Linked DNA regions of Hordeum vulgare: region 2 is linked to region 1. The links are chromatin contacts, called in public Hi-C maps. All regions are on one chromosome and are shown on one strand. The core of a region is the stretch at or near the end of the contact, and the rest is flanking DNA. Distances in the headings are between cores, read along the strand shown.

The links. A called contact is a pair of places that touch in the nucleus more often than the background predicts.
Region 2: a contact with region 1 is called in a Hi-C map of seedling, with 2.7 times the contacts expected there. The contact joins the promoter of LOC123444264 here to the promoter of LOC123444262 in region 1. A contact is called at or near these places in 4 of 6 Hi-C or Micro-C datasets (leaf, seedling and an unstated tissue) and 1 of 1 datasets of contacts at active chromatin or transcription factors (embryo).

What each region holds. Positions count from the first base shown.
Region 1 is chr3H:461,214,345-461,219,140 of MorexV3_pseudomolecules_assembly, reverse strand. It overlaps LOC123444262 (myosin-17-like), which reads left to right and starts at 2,332. Exons shown (of 51, transcript XM_045120939.1): 1 at 2,332-2,444; 2 at 3,550-3,678; 3 at 4,143-4,286; 4 at 4,382-4,527; 5 at 4,634-4,790. The coding sequence starts at 2,442.
Region 2 is chr3H:461,401,612-461,406,094 of MorexV3_pseudomolecules_assembly, reverse strand. It overlaps LOC123444264 (protein PLASTID MOVEMENT IMPAIRED 1-RELATED 1-like), which reads left to right and starts at 2,955. Exons shown (of 2, transcript XM_045120941.1): 1 at 2,955-4,483. The coding sequence starts at 3,062.

The DNA of each region.
Region 1 (4,796 bases), core at 1,083-3,582:
CCGTCGCGACTCCCGGCGGCGATCGATCCGACGGCCAAGGCCCGAAGCAGAAGGAGGTGGGGGGGCAGCGCCTGAGGGGTGGGCTATGGGATTGGGAGGCATAGCGCTGGAAGCAACGTCGCCGTGCGAGTCGCTCGGCGGGTCGCCAGGCTCAACACTCATTCCTCTTCCACGCAGATTGGGCTCAAAACCTCGTTCGGTTTATTTTTGCTATGTTTTTTCGGTTCAGTTTCAAAAATGCACAGAGTAAGTTTATAAGAACGAGGGTATGCGCGTTTATATGAACATATGCATCAATATTGTGTTAAAAAAAAACTTCACCTGGGTGTCATCAAATCAAACCGGCACGCATGTGTCCGTCGCTGCCTATTTTGTATACCATCTCCGGCTGGCGGACAGAGCGAGCCGATCGTGTGCGCGCGTGCCAAGGGTCTGCTGCTGCGCTCGACGAGCAGGCCTCCCCTGAGATTCTGCCGGACGTTCCCACGTCACGTAGCCGCACGAGTCCGACACAGTGACACCGACAGATGCAACGCAACGCAGCGCAAGCCCCCGCCCGTGCGCGCGTTCTCTGTCTACAGAGAAAATACATAAATGGCTGACAATCGATGAACAGCGAACAATACCATTGCTGTCCTACACGGACGGAAGATTAAAGAACCCCTTCTCGCTCACTAACAAAAAGAAGAGAGAGATTAAGAAATCCGGTCCATGATTTGTTGGGCAATTATGCGCGCCCAACCACCTAACTGTACCTTGCTACACCTTCAATCTTGTCTAGTTTTGATGCATAGATAGAAGGGAGAGGAAGGAAGGATGGAGCCAAACTTTTCTTCGCGTCGGGGGTCCATGACAAGCGGGTGTCTGCCCGATCTATCAATGCTTGGAGATGGGTCAAGCCGGCCTACGTGTGATAGACAGTTCCTTAATTCAATTTTGTTTCTATTACAAACCAGTCGTGGTCACGATGCCTTGATAGGTTTCTTTTCGTTTATTATTTGTTTTTCGGTGGAATGGAATAGGCTTGGCGTTTATTATTCGTTTATTTAAAACAGATCTCTTAATCGAATAAATAAAGCAAAATAATAAAGAAATAAACATATACTCTATCTCTTTCGATAGCAGGCGCAGGATGACTTCCGAAAGAAAAAGCCCGCCCGCAGCGGATCAGGTATTTTGTACAAACTTGAAACAAGAAGGTCCAGTCCACTGCTCCCAGCTGGCCATTTTTCCATTTTCCACGCCGCAGTTTTCAAATGGATCAGCAGTACGCAAGCCAGGCGAGCAGGCGTTGCTATCGCGGAATTGAATCGTACGTCGCGCGCCTCTCTGCCGTGTTATAAACACAAGGAAAACATAAACCAACTTGGACTGAAGTGTCAAGCTGGCACTATTAAAATGAGTTGTACTCCTACACAACAGGCTTGGCGTTGCCTTGGACGAGTATACGTACGACGTACTACCAGACTACCAGTACTCCTACACAAGAGCAGGAAGCACAAGGTAGCGTACGTCCCAGAATGGTGGATTGGCGTTGCCTTGGACGAGTACGTACCAGTACCGGCGCAATCCGTACGTGTATGAGCAGCGAGCGGAGCGTGTACAAAGATTTCCAGTTTCGGGTGCCGAAAGCAACCGAGTTTTGTTCCTCCTGTTTTTGTTTCTCGATCCACCCATGGATCCGTCCACCTAATGACGACACGCTGCCAAACTGTCGGCCAGGTGGGCCACCGCTCCGTCCCGCCAATCCATCGCCCTCCTCCCTGCCCCTCCGCGGCCAAATCGTCCCCGTGACGACGCTTTCACCGTCGGAATCGCGGGTTTACACGCACTAATCCAACCCCGAATCCACCATTCCTGGCCCCAAATCCACCACCACCGCCACCACCTTTCTTCCAATCCGTCGCTGTCCGGTTCGTCCCCCGTTCCTAATCCTACCACCCGCCGCCACCTTCCCCCACCTTTAGCCTCCCTTTTGGGAAGGGAAGGAATGCCGCACGCAGCCGCGGTGGTGCGCTGGTGGTGCTGACGACGACCCGATCCCGCACGTTGGTGCTGGCGAACTCCCCCCTCGCGCCGCGCACCCAGATTATTCGCCATTTCTTTTTCCTGTTAATGAGAGTCGCGCCTGCCTGGCCCTGCCCTGCCCTGCCTGCCTGTGCTCCCCCCTCTCCCCTCCCTTGTCGCGCTGCGCCTGTGCTCCTCCCCTCCCCGCGTCGCCCTCCGCCACCGCCGCCCAAGCGCGTCGCCGCCGCGCCTCCCGAGCCGGATCGCGCCGCCGCGGGGCGATCGGCGACCGGGCCGAGGGGAGGAGATCGCCCGTCGGCGCCGCCACCGCCGCCGAGCCGCGTCTCCTCCCGTCCGATCGTGCCCTCCCGCAACGCCTCTCGCCGCGCGCCGATTCTCTTCCTACGGCTGCTCGCGGCTGCCACAGATGATACATGGTGCGTCGCTGCCTGGCTCTGACCTGTCATGCTCGACGTTTTTTTTTAATTTTTGTTCTCTTCTGAGAGATTCAATTCAATGTGTCGGGGTGCGGTTTTGTCTACTTCCGCCGCAGCATATTTTTGGCTGGGTTTGGGGGAGAATTTTGTGTGGTTTTCGAGCTTGGGTCTGGGAAGCCAAGTGGATTGTAGTCGGCATTTCTGCTGAATTTTGGAGGATTCCGTTCATCGAGTGAATTTATTCCTACACCTGCTGAATGAGCTAGACAGTAGCGGGACCTAGTTGTTCTACGGGTTTCACGAGTGGGGCATTTAGCATGAATCTGCTCTAGCTAAGCATTTGCCATCCTTTGCTTGCCTACAACTCGGTCGAGCCTGTTTTGCTAAACGATGGGAATGAAATGGACTTCACTGCCTTTTAGAGGTTTAGCTGAATTGTGGAAGGCCGTCCACCAAGGGGTCTAGTTTCAGGACAGAGACACAGATTGCGTGAACTAGCTACACATTTATAATGTTAAACTAGGTGGATATATATGCTAGTTTATTATACGTTAAAAAGGCTGTCATGCTTGTATTGCTGTTTGTACTTCTCTTCTGTGCGACTTTGGATAGTTTTATATGCTTATTATGCCCTTGTAGAGTCCAAATTTACTCAATCACTGCAATCAAACTAAATGCCAATGCCCTCTTCCATATGATGGTACATTACTCTGCTCTACATGTTTAGTTAGATGCCAACTGCATTGGTTTCTGTTGAACCAACCAGAGCTAAATTCTCGAGGTTTCATCTATATAATTTTCAGTTTGATAAATGGTTCATTACAATGCAATATCACCATGAGAAGTCATCAAAATTCATAGATATTTCTTCATCATACATCTCATTCTTAGGTTTGCTTTACGCATCTTGATTTCAACAGTCATCCATATCTGATATACAAGTGTTATTATTCTTTTGCTCATTTTTCCTGGGATATTATCAATATATACACATCATCGGTTTGGCATCTACTGGAATGCCGGATTTCAATGCAGATGTATGATCCATTTGCATACAATTTCGAGCTATTTGACATGTTAAATTTGTCACTTGTCACGTGTGCAGGCTCCCGTGTTAAACATTGTTATAGGCTCTCATGTATGGGTGGCAGACAAAGATTTAGCTTGGATTGATGGGGAGGTCTTCAAAATTGATGGCCAAAATGCTCATGTTCGTACAACCAAGGGAAAGACGGTATGTGTCCATGGTTTCTGTAACATCCCTGTTACTTTTGGACTTGGTTGGACCTTGGACAAATAGTGCATTTTGAACTTCAATTTACTCTCTGTATCATTGACTGTCAATCTCTGAATGTTTCATTAAGCAAGAGTGTGCTTGTTGTTTGAGCTATTTGGAGGCAGAGAAACGGTCGTGTGTTTGAGAGATTTTCACACCGATAGATGTTTTCTTCAACCAGACCAAGGATGAAATAGGTTCTGTTTCAGTCGCATCTACTAGCGTCGCTTCCTGAGTGTTAGAGGAGTTTGTATGGGATGCAGTGGTTGGCTCTCTCGACTTGTGTAATTTGTTGTACTTTGGGGTTCTTTCCCCGTTTTTTTCCCAACCATGATGAAGAATTGCATGTGATATTCTTCTAGTATGAAAGTTAGTTTTCTGTCATGGAAACCACATGGTTACACTGTTGTTTGTGCAACCAGGTTACTGCAAATGTATCAGATGTACATCCTAAAGACACAGAAGCACCACCTGATGGAGTCGATGACATGACAAGGTTATCGTACTTGCATGAGCCAGGTGTTCTGGATAATTTGGCTGTCAGATATGCAAAAAATATAATATATGTGAGTGATCATATCTTGTGATGTCGAGTGCAGGATCATTAAAGCAAGTGCCTCATTTTTCTCTTTCTTTCTAATACTATTATCTTGAGTTTCAGACCTATACGGGGAACATTCTGATTGCAATAAATCCATTCCAAAGGTTACCTAATCTCGTTGACGTCCAGACTATGGAAAAATACAAAGGTGCAAATCTTGGAGATCTAGATCCTCATGTATTTGCAATAGCTGATGTCTCTTACAGGTGAATGCTTATACTACTATTATCCTATGACTCTCCTACAGTGAGATGTGCCCCTGTAGGTCTATATTGATGGAACCATTTTGCATTCATTTGAATAAGGAAACAGGCAAATGATGAATGAAGGAAAGAGTAATTCCATTTTGGTCAGTGGTGAAAGTGGTGCTGGAAAGACTGAGACTACAAAATTGCTCATGAGATATCTCGCATTTTTGGGTGGTCGGTCTGGTACAGGAGGAAGGACAGTTGAACAACAGGTTTTGGAAGTAAGT
Region 2 (4,483 bases), core at 1,706-4,205, 190 kb before region 1:
CCTCGCCTAGCACAAACTCCACAAGGCAAAAGTTGTCGTCGCCCATGTACGCGAGACTGGCCTTCGCAAATGCCAGTTGCCTCTCCGGGTCCTTGTGGAACAACTTCTCCTTGGTCACCTTCCACTCCAGCTCCACGGCACTTGTGCTGCTGCGGGAGGCAACTTCACAGGAGAAGATGTATAATGGATACGATATGCACTTCCACATCAACCCAAAGCTATACCACTGCCTTTGTATGATATGACTGAATTTATTGCATGGAGCCCTACCAAGAACGGAGTTTTTTCAATGCGATCAGCCTATCAAACTGAATGGAATTTTCAGTTTGGTGCTCTGACTCATATTAATTCGGGACCTTCATCTCCTGTTGAGAAATAGAAGTTGACATGGAGCTTGGAATGCCGAGCAAAAATTAAAATCTTCATATGGCGGGTCCTACATGCTGCTATCCCATGTCGATCAGTCCTAGCTTCTAAGCATATGAAGGTGAAAATCCAATGCCCAGAATGCAGTTTGGGGCCTGGCAGTATGCGCCATTTACTGTTTGAGTGTCCAAGATCAGCAGAGGTTTGGAGACAATTGGGGCTGTACGAGATAGTAAAGAAGAAATGCACAAAATACAAAACTGGAGAGGAGGTGGTACACGAGTTGTTGCATATGGAAGATGCAGAATTCTATATCTTGGAATTTCCAAAAATGAGAGAGATGATAGCCACCGCTGTTTGGTACTTGTGGTTCGAACACCATAAAGTTTACCATGGAGAAGAAATTCAAACATCTACTAGGATAGCCCTTGCGGTACGCGGGCTCGCAACAAACTTCACTATCGCATGTTCACCAAAAGCAAAATTTTGTTCTGGAGTTTGGGGAAAGCCAGCGAAGGGATATATGAAACTAAACATTGATGCGGGGTTTGATCAAGATCTGCTTGAAAGATCCGTCGGGGCAATCATTCGAGATCAGAACGGACAATTCATTGCGACGACGAATGAAAGAATAGACATCTGTTTTGATTTTCACAGCAGAGGCTCTAGCTGTCAGGTTTGGACTGAATCTTCAAGAATTGTTGGATGTAGCAGGATCGTGGTAAGCTGTGACAGTTTGGAGATTGTGGAAGCCCTAAAAGATGGCAATTCTTCTTCGGTTGCTTCAGCAATTATTGACGATTGTTTCTTTATGTCATCTGAGTTTAACCATGTTATTTATGATCATTGTTTTAGAGGGAGTAATAAAGTAGCCCATGAACTTGCTAGGCTAGTTAAATTTTCTCCTCCTAGTTGTTGGTTGAATTCAGCACCTCATGAGGTTCTCCCCTTACTTGTAAATGATACCACTGTTCTAGTATATGAATAAAGGAGGAGAAGTTTCTGTCAAAAAAAGCTCCTCCAATGCCCAACGCTTTCATTCCCTCTGCATCCCCGTCCGTCTCACGAGGCAAGACAAGAATTCGAATCCTCCAGATCTGAATTCCCATCCAGCTAGGCTAAACAAAAGCAGCTAGCCAAGCCAAGCCCACCAAACAGTAAACAACAAACCAAGCAAGGCACCCGCTCCCCTGTCCCTCACGCCGGCCGCGGCGCCCCCTCCCCGTCCCCGCCCCATCCAAAAAATCCCCAACCCCCCATGTCGTCGCGCCGCCCATCGCCGCCGGACCGCGCGGCCGAGGCGGGCGACGCGGCCCTCGCGCGCGACATCGTCATGCTCCACAAGGCCCTCTTCCTCGACCCCTCGCGCCGCCGCCGCTCCCTCCCGCTCCCCGCCGCCCCATCCGCCGCCGACCACAAGCCCAAGCTCAAGCCATCCTCCTCTCGCAAGCTCCTGCCCTCCGCCTCCTCCTCCTCCGCTCTCTCCACCACCACCACCTCCTCCTCCTCCTCCTCCTCGTCCTTCTGGAAGAAGTCGTTGGGGATGCGTGGGATGGATATCGGCCTTTTGGGCCGTGCGGGGTTTTACTCAGCTCTACAAGTTTCAGTTATTCGGGCTATTCGGATACTCAGGCTTTATACCCAAATTACCCAAATATATTTCGGGTTTTCACATTTGTTAGCCGATATAGCGATCGGGTTCTTCAGGTTCGGGCTATACTGGTTCGGCTTCGGGCTTCGGGTTCAGGTTTTATCCCCGGCGTGAGGCATGTCAATGAGATGCTCCACACGGATGCGAAGGTGCTCGTCGGCGATCCTCTTGTTCCGGTGAGACGCGACAACGACCGTCACGAGTTTCTTGCTCAAGATCCACCCAATCGGCTCGGTCTTCAACATGAACGGAAGCTTGTGGATTTGCGCCCAAATTCGAATGGAAATTCATGCTCACACGAGTGGGGTCGCTGATGCCGGCATACTGTCACTATTGAACGCATTTGGGATTGTACCGTCACGATTGAAGTCAAACACATAGAAAGTGTTTTCACAAAAATAAATAAACATGAACGGCCACAACCACATAGTTCCTCCGTTCCTAAATCTAAGTGTTTCTACATATTCTTAATATAGATTACATACGAAACAATATAAATGAATCTATAATTTAAAATACGTCTACATACATCTGTATGTAGTCTAGCTTGATATATCTAAAAGATTTATACAAAGTATTTAAGAAACGAAGAGAGTATATATAAATATAAACAAAACAGCACAATCATCGACCAAGCAGGAAGATTTGACCTGCACCCGCATCGTCCCAACCCCCGACCCAAAAACCTTGAATACGGTCGCCATTCGCTGCGTCAACGACCACCCAACCCATAAAAGTTTGGAGCACAGGCGACCCCATGCGGCGGTGCCCTCCTCTTTCGTCACGAGCTCCTCCAACGCCCAACGCTTTCATTCCCCCTCCGCATCCCCGTCCGTCTCACAAGGCAAGACAAGAATTCGAATCCTCCAGATCTGAATTCCCATTCCAGCTAGGCTAAACAAAAGCAGCTAGCCAAGCCAAGCCCACCAAACAGTAAACAACAAACCAAGCAAGGCACCCGCTCCCCTGTCCCTCACGCCGGCCGCGCCGCCCCCCTCCCCCTCCCCCGCCCCATCCAAAAATCCCCAACCAAGCGCGCCCCGCATGTCGTCGCGCCGCCCGCCGCCGCCGGACCGCGCGGCCGAGGCGGGCGACGCGGCCCTCGCGCGCGACATCGTCACGCTCCACAAGGCCCTCTCCCTCGACCCCTCGCGCCGCCGCCGCTCCCTCCCGCTCCCCGCCGCCCCATCCGCCGCCGACCACAAGCCCAAGCTCAAGCCCTCCCCCTCCTCCTCCCGCAAGCTCCTGCCCTCCGCCTCCACCTCCTCCTTCTCCGCTCTCTCCACCACCACCTCCTCCTCCTCCTCCTCCTCGTCCTTCTGGAAGAAGTCGTTGACGGCCATCTCCCACCTGGGCAGGCGCCGCCTCGACTGCGCCTTCACCCTGCAGGCGCACTCCGTAGACGGCCTCCCCGCCGCGCTCGACGGCTCCCCGGTCTCCGTCCACTTCCGCCGGCTGTCCGCCTGCGCCTCCACCCGCCCCGTCGCGCCCGCCCTCGGCGCCGCCGCCTTCGAGGAGCCGCTCACGCAGCGCTCGCCCGTCTACTTCTCCCGCGGGGCCAAGAACGCCGTCAAGTACGAGCCGCGGGCCTTCGTCGTCACCGTCGCCGCCTCGGCGCTCGAGCTCGGCAAGCACGAGGTCGACCTGACGCGCCTGCTGCCGCTCTCCATCGACGACCTCGAGGAGGGCGGCGACTCCGGGTTTGGGAAGTGGAGCACCAGCTTCCGGCTCTCTGGCGTCGCCCGCGGCGCCCGGCTCAATGTCACCTTCTCCTGCGTGCTCGTGGGCGGAGGTGGGGAGCAGCGCAAGGGAGGGGAAGTGGCCGGGCTGAGACGGGGCTCCATGGCGCGGCAGGTGTCAGTGCAGTCACCATCAAAGGTGCCGCCACGGAGCCGGGACGTGAGGGTGTTGCACGAGGTTCTGCCGAGGCCTGTCAAGGCCTTACCTCTTGTTGGTGATGCTGGTCTTAATGCGAGTGCGATGAAGGATGAGACGGCGACAGTAGAGTGCGAGGAGGATGGTTCACCGCAGTCAAAGCATTGCACATCCGTAGAGGTGAGGAAGGGAGAGGGTGATTGCGATGGTGCAGAGTTCAATGTGGTTGAGCATGGAGTTGAGGTCGCCCTGGAGGATCCTGGCCAGATCAAACATGTGGAAACTGCTGAAGTGGATGATGGAGAGGAGGATTTTAAGCATGAAGCTAATGAAGAGGGAACGACCAAGCCTGCATTATTACTTGACGGTCTTTCTAAAGAGGAGACTGTTCAAGTGAAGTTGGAAGAGGAACTCAGTGATGTTGCTCTTGAAATGGATGATGTGGGAGACAAGCGGGATGCATCTGTCCAAGCAGCCTTGCTTCCTACCGCCGCATTTGAAAAAGATGGTGAGTTTGCATCAGATACAGAACTGGAGGTTCTGGAGGGTATATTCAACAAATTCTCAATTGTTGAACCTGAGGAATTTGAC